Regions from separate parts of the Mus musculus genome. Here all the other regions are linked to region 2. The links are chromatin contacts, called in public Hi-C and promoter capture Hi-C maps. All regions are on one chromosome and are shown on one strand. Each heading gives the region's core, a stretch centred on a gene start, on an enhancer-like site or on the middle of the called end of the contact. The rest is flanking DNA. Distances are from core to core; before and after follow the strand shown. Region 1 holds the start of Pldi (polymorphic derived intron containing). Region 2 overlaps Psap (prosaposin). Region 3 holds the start of Unc5b (unc-5 netrin receptor B).

What was found. Promoter capture Hi-C pulls out the DNA fragments that hold promoters and counts their contacts. Hi-C and Micro-C count contacts between places; a contact is called where the count stands out from the background.
Region 1: a Hi-C map of the N1E-115 cell line shows a contact between it and region 2, with 3 times the contacts expected there. The contact joins the promoter of Pldi here to the enhancer-like site in region 2. A contact is called at or near these places in 1 of 484 Hi-C or Micro-C datasets (the N1E-115 cell line), 2 of 115 datasets of contacts at active chromatin or transcription factors (bone marrow-derived macrophages and pancreatic cancer cells) and 1 of 9 other capture datasets (embryonic stem cells).
Region 3: a promoter capture Hi-C map of liver shows a contact between it and region 2, with 3 times the contacts expected there. The contact joins the promoter of Unc5b here to the enhancer-like site in region 2. A contact is called at or near these places in 2 of 39 promoter capture datasets (hippocampal neurons and liver), 1 of 15 datasets of contacts at CTCF or cohesin (the NIH/3T3 cell line), 3 of 484 Hi-C or Micro-C datasets (cerebellar granule neurons, cerebellum and frontal cortex), 5 of 115 datasets of contacts at active chromatin or transcription factors (astrocytes, embryonic forebrain, embryonic stem cells and 2 more) and 1 of 9 other capture datasets (embryonic stem cells).

The regions. Positions count from the first base shown.
Region 1 is chr10:60,936,620-60,940,553 of GRCm38.p6, reverse strand. Pldi (polymorphic derived intron containing) reads left to right here and starts at 2,422. Exons shown (of 3, transcript NR_033616.1): 1 at 2,422-2,624. It overlaps Gm26947 (a long non-coding RNA gene), which reads right to left. Exons shown (of 4, transcript XR_001779779.2): 3 at 2,592-3,934; 4 at 1-1,333.
Region 2 is chr10:60,287,688-60,292,007 of GRCm38.p6, reverse strand. Psap (prosaposin) reads right to left here. Exons shown (of 15, transcript NM_011179.3): 2 at 236-369. Among named protein-coding and RNA genes, the nearest start is that of Psap, 12 kb to the right of the region's middle. Within about 2 kb of position 1,832, at least 89 of the 459 cell types and tissues checked have an H3K27ac peak or open chromatin away from gene starts, as enhancers often do. A contact at or near this core is called in the N1E-115 cell line, bone marrow-derived macrophages, liver and 1 more, where this site is marked.
Region 3 is chr10:60,828,805-60,833,249 of GRCm38.p6, reverse strand. It overlaps Unc5b (unc-5 netrin receptor B), which reads left to right and starts at 1,669. Exons shown (of 17, transcript NM_029770.3): 1 at 1,669-2,163. The coding sequence starts at 2,085.

The DNA of each region.
Region 1 (3,934 bases), core at 1,173-3,672, 650 kb before region 2:
AGCAACACGCTGTGATGCCAGTTATATAATATTTCCAGACAGAGATTCCCCCCCCCTCAGGCATTGCTATTCCATCATGGATCCACCATAGAGAAGACTTGCCCTTGAGGACCTGTGTGATGACACCCTCTAGGTTCCTCCACCGTGGGATTATGGAGTTCCTCCCCACTGTCCTTTCTTAGAAGCTGGCTGCTAAGTCCAGACATCACGCAGTGCAGGCTCACACTTCTTTTGCCTCCTGAAGTTGTAGACTTGCACTGGAATCTCCATGGTGACAATAAACTCCTTGGGAGCCTTTGGAGGCTGTGCAAGGGCTTAGCCTCAGGGTCTCACTCATTGTATTCAGTGCCTTCCACAGACTCTGCTCAAAGCCATCCTTACTGTGGGGTCTGCACATACCCGGAGTCCCAGCATCCAGGAAGCTGCAGCAAGAGGATCCCGAGTTTGAGGTCAACCTCAAGAATACAATTTTATGCTACAAAGGTACCTAGGCCTCTGTATCTGCAAGGGAATTGGCACGAGGCACAGTCAAGTGAGCAGATTCCTTGACCCCTGCAACCGCACACATCTGTGAAAGCTCACCTGTGTCTTGGATTCTTAGCCTGGGATGACCCTCCCAACATCATGGTGTGACAGGGTGTCAGACTCTATCGCTGGCACTACAGTGCTCCTCCCAGTCGGCCTTGGTACAGTTATCCCATACCCTCACTCTGTAGCCCCCAGGCTGACCTTGAACTCCACGCAATGCTCCTGCCTCAGCTTCCCCAAGCGCTGGGATTGGAGACATACACCACCACGCCCAGCTAGACATCTCTCTCTTTATCTGCACACAGAGAAAGTTCAGGCCAAAGAATTTGACATGTCTTCAAAATGTCGATGAACCACTTGGGAAATACGAAACTGACTTAACGATTTTCCCCAGGTCTTACTCAATTATGAATTTAATATTCTTGACATTTTCCTTTACTTCTAAGCAGCCTCAGAGACTCTTGAGCCTGGAGAGAGGGTATCAGAAGCATGGGTGTTGTCATAAAGGTGCGTAAAAGGCACAGCACCTTTTCCTTGGCAGTGTCCCCGTTTTTGAACTGGAGAGGGTGAACATAGGTGAAGGCCAGAAGTCATGGCAATTTCTTGTGACTCTGGCTGTGTGGGGACTGTGGTCACAGGGTCCAGGCTGCTCTGTCGCTGATGCCTTGTGACTATGGGTGGATGGCACATCTCTAAAGGCCTCAGTTGCTTCATCTGTAGAATGGGGTGCCAGATCCTTTGTGAGGAGGCTCCCTAAAACTCGGTGAGCGTTAGTCACGGGGAAGGCTAATTCTGTCAGAATCACCTAGGAAATAAATGATTAATCCTGAGATTCACCCGACAAAAACCAATTCCACCATTTTGGGGCAATTTTTTATTAAATTAGTCCAAATCTTTATTAAATATTAAATACTGACTAAGAGAAGGACTTTGGTCAAAACTACTCTCTGGAATTTCCCAGCTGAATCGTCCTGAGACACGTGGTGGTGGCAGCGGCGGCCACAAACCTACGTGTGGTGGTGGTTACAAAGACAAACTTATAGGCCTCCGTACTTTCCCATGAGGCTTTTGTTATCAAGAACTACAACTCCCAGCATTCCAGGAGGTTACCTGCTCCTTGGGCAGGTGGGGCTTACAGGTTTGTTCTAGGTATTACATACCCTACTGGCATGTGTTTGAGGGGTTTCCAGATGGGGTTCGTTGCAGTTGGAGGATCTACCCTAGACATGAGTAACACTAATACTTGGATGGCGTCGTGAATGAGAAGAGGAAGCGGTCTGGATAGCAGCAAGCATGTCTCTCAGCTTCCTGATTGTGACCAACCACGCCACCCTTCAGCCACCTTGCCTTTCCTGCTGTGACAGCCTGTCCTCTGCAGCAGTGGGCCAAGATAATGCCTTGCCTCCTGGAACTGCTTGTGCCAGGCATTTTAACACAGCAACAAGACAAGGAACTACTGTACTTGCTACCATCCGCAACAGCAAGACCAGAGCCCCACTGTGAGCCAGCCAGAACGCTGCTGGGGTCATATTGAATTACATCACAGACTGTTGCCAACCAGACCTGGTTCCGAAGGGGATGTGTGTATGTAGCACAAACATTGAGGGTAGGCTGGGGTTGTAGACCTTCTAAAATAGTGGTTCTCAACCTCCCTAATGGTTCCACCATTAGGGTTCCACTGTACTACAGTTCCTCATCCAATGCTGAGCCCCCACCCCCAACCATTAAATTATTTTCATTGCTACTTCATAACTGTACTTTTGCTACTTTTATGAATCTCGATGTGGATATTTTTGGAGATAGAGGTTTGCCAAGCAGTCACGACCTGCTGGTTGAGAACCACTGTTCTAGAATGTTCCATGTCTTATGGAAGTTCTGAGGCCTTCCAGCATCACCACAGGCTACGGAGCAACACAGAGGGCAGAAGTCCTGTTGAAGCCCAACACCACAAAACACCAGACAGATTCCTGGTGGCACTCTCTAGCAACTGTCCCTAAGCCTTCCAGAGAGATCTCAGACCTGGATTCTTGCCCTGGCAGTGTGACCCTGAGAGACCCACATACCTTCTCTTCTTGGCCTGTTTCCATGCACTAAAGGTAGAATGCAGATACTGGGCTTTACTCCTGTCCTGGGTTCATGGAGGGTTGGAGGGAGATGGTCCCTGGGAATTGTGAAGGAAACACAACACTGGCCCTGCATCGAGCACCAGAGAAAAAGCCAGAGTGAGCAGAGCAGCCCCTCTGCAGCCTGGGCTGCCAAGCCTGCGTGTACAGTCTCCCCTCCCTGGCCTTTGCTTTCCTTGCTGAGGAACAACGGGAGACTGGAATGCTTACTACAGTGCCTAAGACAGGGCAGCCTCTGTCAGAGCCACACACATCGATGGCCACTCTGGGTATTAGCCAAGAACACCCAGAGCAAGCTTGAGGCTTCAAGAGCAGCTGGTTGACGAACTATACTGTCCACGACACACACACATTTCCTTTGGAACCAGCCCCGGTTGGCATGGCCTGTGACCTGCTAACTCAACACCTAGATCCCAGTTGCCCAGTTCTGGCCCAGTCCAAACTCTTAGAGACATCGGAAAATTATCCGTCCAGGCCCCCATGTGTTGGGCTAGAGAATAGGGCCTGGGAAGGGGGCAGGACTGGGGGAGTGACAGGCCAACCTCCTCTGGTCTCCCTGGAGATGTCACAGGCTTAGCAGGGGCTGCTTGACACATGTCGGATAAAATAAGGGAAAATAAATAACAATGTTTATAAGAAGATTAGCAGGAAGGCAGGAAAATTTCTCTGGGGAGCCCTTGGCTGCATCTGGAAGTGACAGCCCCATCACCTTATCAGAGTCATAATGAGGTGCCAGGATTTGGGGTCATTAAAAATCCTCTCTGGCTGGGCTGCTCTCTCTCCATCGCCTTTGATGGAGGCCTGGTGGCTGCTTGGTCCCTTCCCCCACCGCCTTTCCACTCCCTTGGCTGTCCCCGGCTTGCCTGGGTGCGGAGGTGAGATGTTGATGTCCAGCTCAGCAGAAGTAATGCGGCAGGACATCCCAATTTGTGCCTGGGTCCCCGCAGGCACAGAGCCCTTCTCCCGGGGTGGATTAGCTCTGTTTTATCTGGGCTCCTTCAGAGAGGAGGTGGGGGGTAGGGGAATCTGCAGGTGCTTGTGTATGACTCCAGGCTGCACCATCCAGAGGGGCGGGCTGGCCCCGGCAGCACAGGCAGGACCATGCTTGGAAATGGAAGTCTGGAAGGGATGCTGAGCAGAGACAAGTGTGGGGATGGAGCCAGGCTTGGACCTAAGCTGCACATTCACAGGCTTTGCACTGAAGAAGGGTTTGTGGGTCTGTGATTGATCCGGTGGAGGGAGATGAACAGGAATCATTGAAGGCCGTGAGGGCCAATCGCCAG
Region 2 (4,320 bases), core at 583-3,082:
AGCAGACGGAATCTGGACTTCCTGAGATGAGTGGTGAATGCTGGGTATGCCTGTGCCTGCACCACGACCCTCACCCGGGACAGGGGGTAGACCCTGAGGGCCCACAGGTGAGTGGGTCACCAAGAGACAAGGTGCCTGTGGGACAGGAAAGGTAAGCAGAGTACAACCAGGGGCAGGGGCAGGGGCAGGGGCAAGGACCAAGTGCTCTGCATAGACACTGGGAGCGGGCACTCACCGCTGTGGGCTTGCTCCAGACCATCTGCTGGCAGTGCTTCACGGCCCCACAGTCCACCGCCGTCTTCACATCTCTGCACAGCACTGCTGAGCCCCCAGAGCATGTCTTCGGGTCTTGGACAGGGCTGGTCAGAGCTAAAGGAAAACCGCCCAATACATAAGTACGCAGAGTTAAGGACTAGCTCTGCCTGCTGGCTGAGAGATCACTGGGTCTCCCTAGCCCAAGAAATACAGACTGTATCGCAGAATGGCTGGCCAGGGAGAGCCTGCCCTAAGTCATAGGACTGACAGGAGGCACGTGTCCTGTCTAGTGTCAGGTTCTGAGTCCTCAAAATCTGACTGGAGTAATCCGTAGCACTCAGGAGGCTGAAGCAGGGGATGGTGAGTTTGAGGCCAGCCTGGGCTACACAGAGGATTTTTATCAGACGCAGAAGATGGGCTAGCATGAGGACCAAACTCTGGCAGGTATCAGGATGCTGCCCCCAACCTCTGATGAAAACAAGAGGCACGTGGCTTCAATCAACCATGAAAACCCCGTGGCCACACTGCTTCACCTTGGACACCCAGGAAGTCCATGTTTGCATCCCACAAACATGTACCCCACACAGACATCCATGAGCAGGCTCTTCCTAAAGACTAAGGGAATGAACTAAGGAGCTGGGCACACGGTCCTGCATCTTCTGCCCGTACTCCAGCCTTGCCGGCCACCACACAAACACGCACAGGCGCGCACACGCACCCCAACTCACAAAAGCAGCATGTTCTCAAGCCCAACTTCCCAGAGGCCAGCCCAGCCCAGCCCAGCCCAGCCCAGCCCAGCCCAGCCCAGCCCAGCCCAGCCCAGCCCAGCCCAGGCTGAGTAATGGGGGTGGGGGTCACTTGGCAAAGGTTCCTAAGAGCTAAGCTATACATACTACCCGAGGCCTAACCTGGGTTCCAGGCCAGCCTGAGCTACAGAACCATGTTCCAAAACAAAAACCATACTGCCTGGTGCTACCCCCAGTGAGGAAAAATATGGTGCCTAGTAGCAGGCACATGAGGAACCAGAGGCCAGCAGGCTCGAACCCCAGCAGACCAGGAAGCAGGCTAACTAACACTGACTGCTAACACTGCCCACTTCCATCTTTACTGGGGACTTGCTATAATGACCAAAGTCATCAGGTTTCTGGGAGCATAGCCTGCAATCACAAGCCTGAGCCACAGCAGACCCTGTGTTTGTTTTGCCTTCCAGGAACTTGACACGGAAACCACATTCAGTCAGCCTGCTTTAGCCTGGTGACAGAGGTCTGAAAGTAACCCTGACCCAGATCCAGGTAACAAACTTAGCATCTTATTCAGTGCCCAGCACACTACCCAGTGAGCTGTCCCTAAGACAGAGGTGCACCACCCTACGGGCACCATCCCAGCAGTGGCTAGGGATCTGAGGGCACAGAACAGAGACTCATACCTGCACTTTAACCACAAGAGCTAAGGCAGTGAAAAGGAAAGACACCGGCAGGGCAGCCCACTGGAAAGAGAAGTGGGAGCACTGAGCTGTGGCGGCACACTTAGAAACCATACTTTAGGGAGGCAGAGGAAGGAGAATGGTCTGAGTTGTGAGCCTCTTATCTCAAAAGGAAAACAATGTGGGGGAGGGGTTGGCTCAGTGGGTGAACCCCAGGACCCACATGATAGGAGGGCAGGGAAAACATCATAGAGGCACACATGGCGGTTTTCAAACAGGCGAGGGAGCAGAGCTGTCCTGCCTATGGCAGGGGAGTGGAGCTGTTCTGGATGGTTCCAGACCCCAGGTCACTGTGCAACTAACTAAAATCAGAGGGCCAGCCTTAACCCAACAAGGGACACACCAAGGAAAGAGTTGGGTTGTCTTGTTAGGCACGGACGTCCAACCCCAGGGTATTTATCAATAAATAGATAATTACCCAGGGCTGGAGAGATGGCTGATACCACACACTGTTCTTGCAGCAGACCTGAATACCTGTAACTCACTTCAGGAAGATCTAACTCTTCTGACCTCCACGGGCACCCATAGTCATGTACACATACATAATCAAAATTAAAAATCTTTTTCAAAAAATGAACCCAAACCACTTTTTGACCAGTTATGTTCTGACCTCCAAGCCTGCAACATTCAGTCCTTAAAACCAATTTCCTTCTCCGGCAGTTGGCCAGCTACCTCTAAGAATGTTCTTAGACTGTTTGCCCGAGCTCCTAGCAGGGTCTGATTCAACCTGCTGTTACCTATGTCCTTGTAGATATGAAGAGCACTCAGCACACACATACAAGTTAAACTCTACATTTCAAGGGCCTGGCCCAGGAATCAAAGCCCGTGGGGGTGGGGACCGTTGTCTTTCCTTCCCCTTTCAGTCTTCTGAGACAAGATCTCTATATACAGCAAGGGCTCACTTCAAACTCAAAGTCCTCCTGCTGCAGCCTCTCTTAGAGCTGCGATGAAGAGATATGCCACCAAAGGCCTCAGTAAGCTCAAGGCCAGCTTGATTGATACACAGGCATACACACGCATACACTCGCATGCATACACACGCATACACACACACACACACACACACACACACACACACACACAGAGTTCCAGGCCAACCAGAATTACCAAGTGAAACTCTGTCTAAATAACAATGGTAACATTGCAATCCCAGCACTGAAGTCTGGGGAAGGACTACTGGGGCTAGCCTGGGGCAGTTAAGTACAAAGCCAGCCTAGTACTCATAGAAAACCCTGTCTCAAAAGCACAAAACCAAGGTTGGGCATGGTGATACAACCTTAATCCCAGCACTGAGAGGCAATGGCAGGGCCATAGTGAGATGAGACCCTGTCTCAAACGAAACAGAAGGCATCTACAAAGGTTGATACAGCTCAGCGGCAAACATGCCTAGCACATGTGGGAACCAGGTTCAATCCTCAGTCCTGGCAAATAATGTAATAACAAAATAACCCAAAATAAAACTAGGTATCACCAGAATTATATGGTATTAAGGATAGCTGTCAGGAGCCGGGTTCCACGGCAGCCCTAGAAGCAGGACTCCAAACACTTCCAGGTAAGATGGCTCAGCAGGTAAAGGTGCTTACTGCCAAACCACGGGGTGGGGTGGGGGTTGTATTCTAGTCCCACTGGGGAAAGAACGACTCTTACAACTTATACACTGTGGATTGTGTCTATACATGTAAGTGTTATTAAAAAAAACAACAACAACAAAAGCACTCATAGAAGTCAGGTGTAGTAGTTTACACCTGAAAGTCTAGTCATTGGGAGACTGAGGCAGGGGGATTATAGAAGCTAGTTGGTACTACTTAACAAGATTCAGCCAAGATGATACAATGGCTAAAATGTGTTTGCTGCCAAGCCTGGCAACCTGAACCCGATGCCTGGAACCCATTTGGTAGGAAAACCCCCAAAAGTTGACCTCTGACCTCCACACTCACACCATGGCACATGCACACCTACTGCCTGCCCACCCAACCTCAACCATTCCCCCACACATACTCATACACACACACACACACACACACACACACACACACACACACACACACACACACACACAAACCAGAAGTCTGGGAAGCAAGAATTGCTCAGAACCTTTTGTGATCCAGGCACTCTTGAGACATCCTGAAAGATCTAAAGTTTCAAATTGAGACTTAGACCCATCACTACCACTGAGCAACGTCTAATTAGACATGACACAGAAGAGACATGACCTGTCTCCCAGTCTAGCTCTGTCACTTGCTATCCAAACAGCCTTAAGTGAGCCACTGCTCTTCCAAGCTTGTGTGTGCACCCTTAAAGCCAAAGCTTTTGATGTCAGGGGACATGAAAATGATGACGGTGTCAAGATGCTCTAACCACACACAAACACTTCTACTGCCTGACCTCACCACAACCATCACCCCTTCATCTCCCAGGGACAGCAACTGGCACCCTATGCCACACCAGCCTGACTGGAATGGCCTGGCCCTAATTTAGGTGGATCTCACTTCTAGTCACATGCCCTGGAGACCTTGGTCTCTTAAGTCTGCACATAAGGTATTAAGCGTTACCTGACACCTGTAAAACATGTGCGGTCACAC
Region 3 (4,445 bases), core at 420-2,919, 540 kb before region 2:
GTGTGTGCGCCTGGAGCTATGTTTGGGGTTTTTAATCTCACAGGCTTTGGTCTATGGGTGTTTTTCTAGGTGGATGTCTGTTTGTACACAGGGTGTTTCAGGAAAGGTCATCTTGCACCTGTGCGTCTCTGTTGTGTATTTACTTGTGTGTTCCTTTGCAGGTATGTGTAACTGTCCGAGGGGCGTGTATCGCTGCGTGCTTGCGGTCTGGAATGGGTGGAACAGGCTGGGTGTGCTCAGCCACTGCTGTTGCTCATGCTGTTCCAGGCCAGGATAAAAATAGCCCGTTTACCTTTGCCCACAGAAACCAAAGTCCTGCCTTGGGCGTTCACTCCACCCGGATTCACCCTACTGGGCCTGGGTGGCCAGCCATGATGTGGGGCGTCACCTATAGCCACAGCCTTCTATAGATCTCCAGTCTTCATTTTGTGGAGTTGGGATAGAGGGGGTGTCGAGAAATCCCGCTTTCATTGCCTCCCTCTCCCCCAAACACAGCTAGCATGGATCTTCTTGCTTCTCTGCCCTCACACCACCAACCTCTTAGTCAGCAACTATGGCTCCCAAACCTTTCTTCTCCAATCTAGGAAAAACTTGGGAATACTAGGTTCTTTTGGATACCTCCCACCCTCCCACCCTTCTACCCTCCTACCCGACTTCAGAACCTGGCTAGGCTGCTCTCTTCCTGAAGAAGAGGGCTGATCCAGATCTGCAAAGAGGAAAAGCTTAGGAGGTCAGCAGATAAGGGGTAGGGGCTGCTTCTTTATAGCATTATGGAATTAGCCCGTTAGTGGGCTCCCACATGGAAGTGCTGTGAGCTTCCTGTGAGCGGATGCACAGACATCTCCCAAGTCTCCTCTGGTCACGTAAGCTTATGGGCCCACCTCTGGGTGACAAGGACTTCCTTCAAGAACCTTGGGAAGGGATGCCACCATTTGTGCCCCCACTTTCTACCTATTTCCCACATTCTGCTCCTCAACCCCTTATGAGACAGCTAACATCATTCTTCCCCATTTCACAGGTGACAGTGATGGAGACAGCTAAGCAGCTCCTTCAAGGTCACGCGCTTAAGGAGCAGAACCAGAACCAAGTTTGTGCTCGGAGCAAAACACAGCAGCAGGTTCCCTCCCCACACACGTCCTTTTATTCAATTGGACTGGTTCACCATATCCTAGGATGAGCCATCCTTCCGGATCCCACGTAAAGAGTTCTGTCCTGGGTCGAGGAGAAAAACAGAACCAATCACGATCCTAACTCATGCCCAAATATCCACAGCTGGAACTCCCCAACTACATCCCCCGCTCCACCAGGACTTGAGTGTTTGACATTTTTTCTTAAACACCCCCATCCCCTTTTGAGACCGAATCAAAAGCGAAAGCTGATTCACACCCAAGCTAAGAAGTGTACGAATGTTTATTTCCTTTATTTTTGGAAAGAAAATCCGGTAGACTCCGCCGCTTTCAGCGGACCGGTTTTCCGGTGCTTTGGATCCTGCGTTCTTCAAGGATCCCCTCTGATAAGGCCCCAACTCGGCCGCGCCTACACAGCGGTAGGGTACCCCCCCTCGCTGGGCCCCGTGGCTCCGCCCCCGTCCTCCAGGCCCCGCCTTCTATCGCGTGAGGCCCCGCCCCGGCCCGCTGACTCTAGGGCGAGCGCGCGGCGGCGCTGGGCATTGTGGCCGGCGGCAGGGCGGGCGAGGGCGCGGAGCCGCGGGGAGCGGCAGGGCGCAGAGGGAAGCACACACCCCACTCGGACAGACTTCGCGGCGCGGCCGCTACGAGCGCCGCTGAGCGCACTCCACTGGGATCGCACAACTTCGGAGCAGGGCGCGGACGGCGCTCGCAGCGGGAGAGCGCGGAAAGGGCGCACCAGAGCCGGGATCCCCAGCGGCGTCCGACTCCCGGAGCGCTCCTAGTCGCCGGGCGGCCTCCCGGCGCTGCGCGGTTGCCTCTGCGCCTACGGAGGGCACGGGCTGGCGCTGCCGGGCGCCTGCGAGAACGGCGAGGCGGCGGCGAAGGCGAAGGCGGCGAGGCTGGGGACCGGGAAAGAACCCCGAGGGAGAGGCGCCCGGGCCGGGGGACAGGAGCATGAGGGCCCGGAGCGGGGTGCGGAGCGCGCTGCTGCTGGCGCTGCTGCTTTGCTGGGATCCGACACCGAGCCTAGCAGGTAGGTGCGAGAGGGAGTGGAACACAGGGATGCGGTCCTGGCGCGTCTCAGCGTCCAACTGCAAGTTCGGGTGGTTCTTGGCGGAGTCACTGCGCTCCGAGAACGCCGTGGACGCGTCCAAGTTAAAAGGCAGCTTCGGTGCTCGGGAGAGGGGGCGACGCGTGGCCACCTGGGGTGCCACGTAAGCTCGAAGCTCCCTGCTCCTGCCTCCAAGGGATAGTTGCTTCCCGTGGAATGGGGTCTGATTCACTTCCAAGTGACCCCTGACTATCACGGAAAAACTGTCACTGCCAGGGCCAGGTGTGTGTTCTCTGCGGTTCGCCTGCAACTTAGGTCTGAGTACAGGCTCCCGCGGGCTGCACGCGCAGCATTCTGAGGGTCGCGGACAGAGAGCAGGATACTGCGGAACCCTGGAAGCGCTTCTTCTCGGCCTTTGGGGAGCCGAGGCCCGAAGGCTTTAAGCTACTGAAGGGGGAGGGGCCGACTCCTGTACACCGTGATCTCCGGAGGTGCGGCGCGGGCGGGTATGAAAAGGTTTCGTGGTTGGTGGATTGTTTGGGGGTGAGTGTTGGCAGAGAGTGGAGGGGCGTAATGTATCTCCTTTCGACTTTGCCTATTTTCAATAGGTTATTGGTATTCTCAGTGTCCAGGTGAGCTCGCCTCTGCACTGCACCTGGACCCAGTAAAGATGCTCTTAAGAGGGTTTGGTGGACTCCTAAGTTTATAAAGTCCCCGATTCTCCTCTCATCGCGAAGATGGAAGTGTCTTGCTGGCTCTGTAGTAGCTCGGCTGGGCGTTGCAAAGTGGGCTGCGTCTTCCTTGGAAGGAAAAGTAGACACTCGCACCAACCTCTCTGGTACCCAAGCAGGTGAACTGCCGTTAGGGTGAATCGACTCCCGAAGCTGGTGCGGGGGCTGGAGGGCCACCCTAGACAAAGACCTCCCTGAGCAAAGGCTAAGAATGGGAAAAGGAAACTAGCAGAAAGTATTGAGTTGACACACACCCCACCACCCTCAGTGATGATGGCATCCTCTCTCTCTCCTCCCCACCTCTCTTTCTTCAAGAGCTAAAGGTCCCTCCTCTGTAACGAACGTTTCCCACGGCCGGAGCTTGCTTTTAACACATCCCCCCACTTTTTATTTCTCCCCAAGCTTTGTGCTGTAAAGTTACAACACTCAATCATTTGATCCGAGTTAATTATGATTTGGGCAGACTCGGGTATTTAAAGCAGTGTTTTGAAGTTGGAAGGTAATGATGGAGAAGGGGAGGAGGCACGCTAAACGACCAGCCTTGTTTTAAAGGGTGCACTTAGGTGTGGGATGGCCAGGATTGTTAGTTTCTGTTTAAGAGTGTCTGGGGATGATTGGAGGCTAGAGTGAAGTCTTTGGAAATAGTACGTGGGCCAGGTTGCATCTTGGGAAACATTTTTCCCCATATTTATCAGCAGGGTAGTGGGGTCAGGAATAGATACCAGGGTTACTGGGGATGGGGCTCCATTTGGAGAAAAATAGGACTGCTGGGCCCAGAGTTCTCCAGGTGGGTGGGCTGGGCCAGGAATGCTGGAGAGGGCCTGCATTTTCTGCTTAACAAAGCATTCAGCCCCCGTCTACCCCGGAAGAAACCCCAGGCCCAGGGCTTTGATGGATTTGGGTATGAACAGTGCCCAGTCAGAAATGGTCTCTAATACCCAGCTTTGATTTCTCACCAGTGAGCAGAAGCGGTGTTGGAATTGTGTTCATTACAGAGCACGGCGGGGGCCTCCTGCCCACTAGTCTGGAGAAGGGCCAGCTGCTGGGGTCTGCCTGCAGCCTTCCTTTGCCCAGAATATGCCTCCCTTAGGAACCTACCTTCTGAATGGAGAGCATGCCCACACGGCCTGCTTTCCTCAATGCCACAGGCACGAAGCATCTTTCTACTCCATTGCTCTTTGGGTTTTTCCAGTGACTCCCTCCTGTTCCCATTTCATTGATGGGGAAAATCGAGGCCAGAGCTCAGGCTTTCCCCACATCTTGTCTTCTTAACACCGATTTCTGACTAGGACGCTGGGATCCTTATGTTAGCTAGGCCAACTTCAACTATGGGGTGGTGGTGGTGGTGGGGTGTCCTTCCGGCACCCTTCCACCTGGCTGTGTTGAGGTTTGTTGCTGAGGCAAGAGAGATTTCTGGGGAGGCTCAAACAAAGTACAGGTACAGTTCTCCTTTCTCTTGAGAATCTGGTAGTCAACTCCTTGAGATTTAAAAAAAAAAAAAATCACGTTTGATGATGGAAAAATCAAAACCAG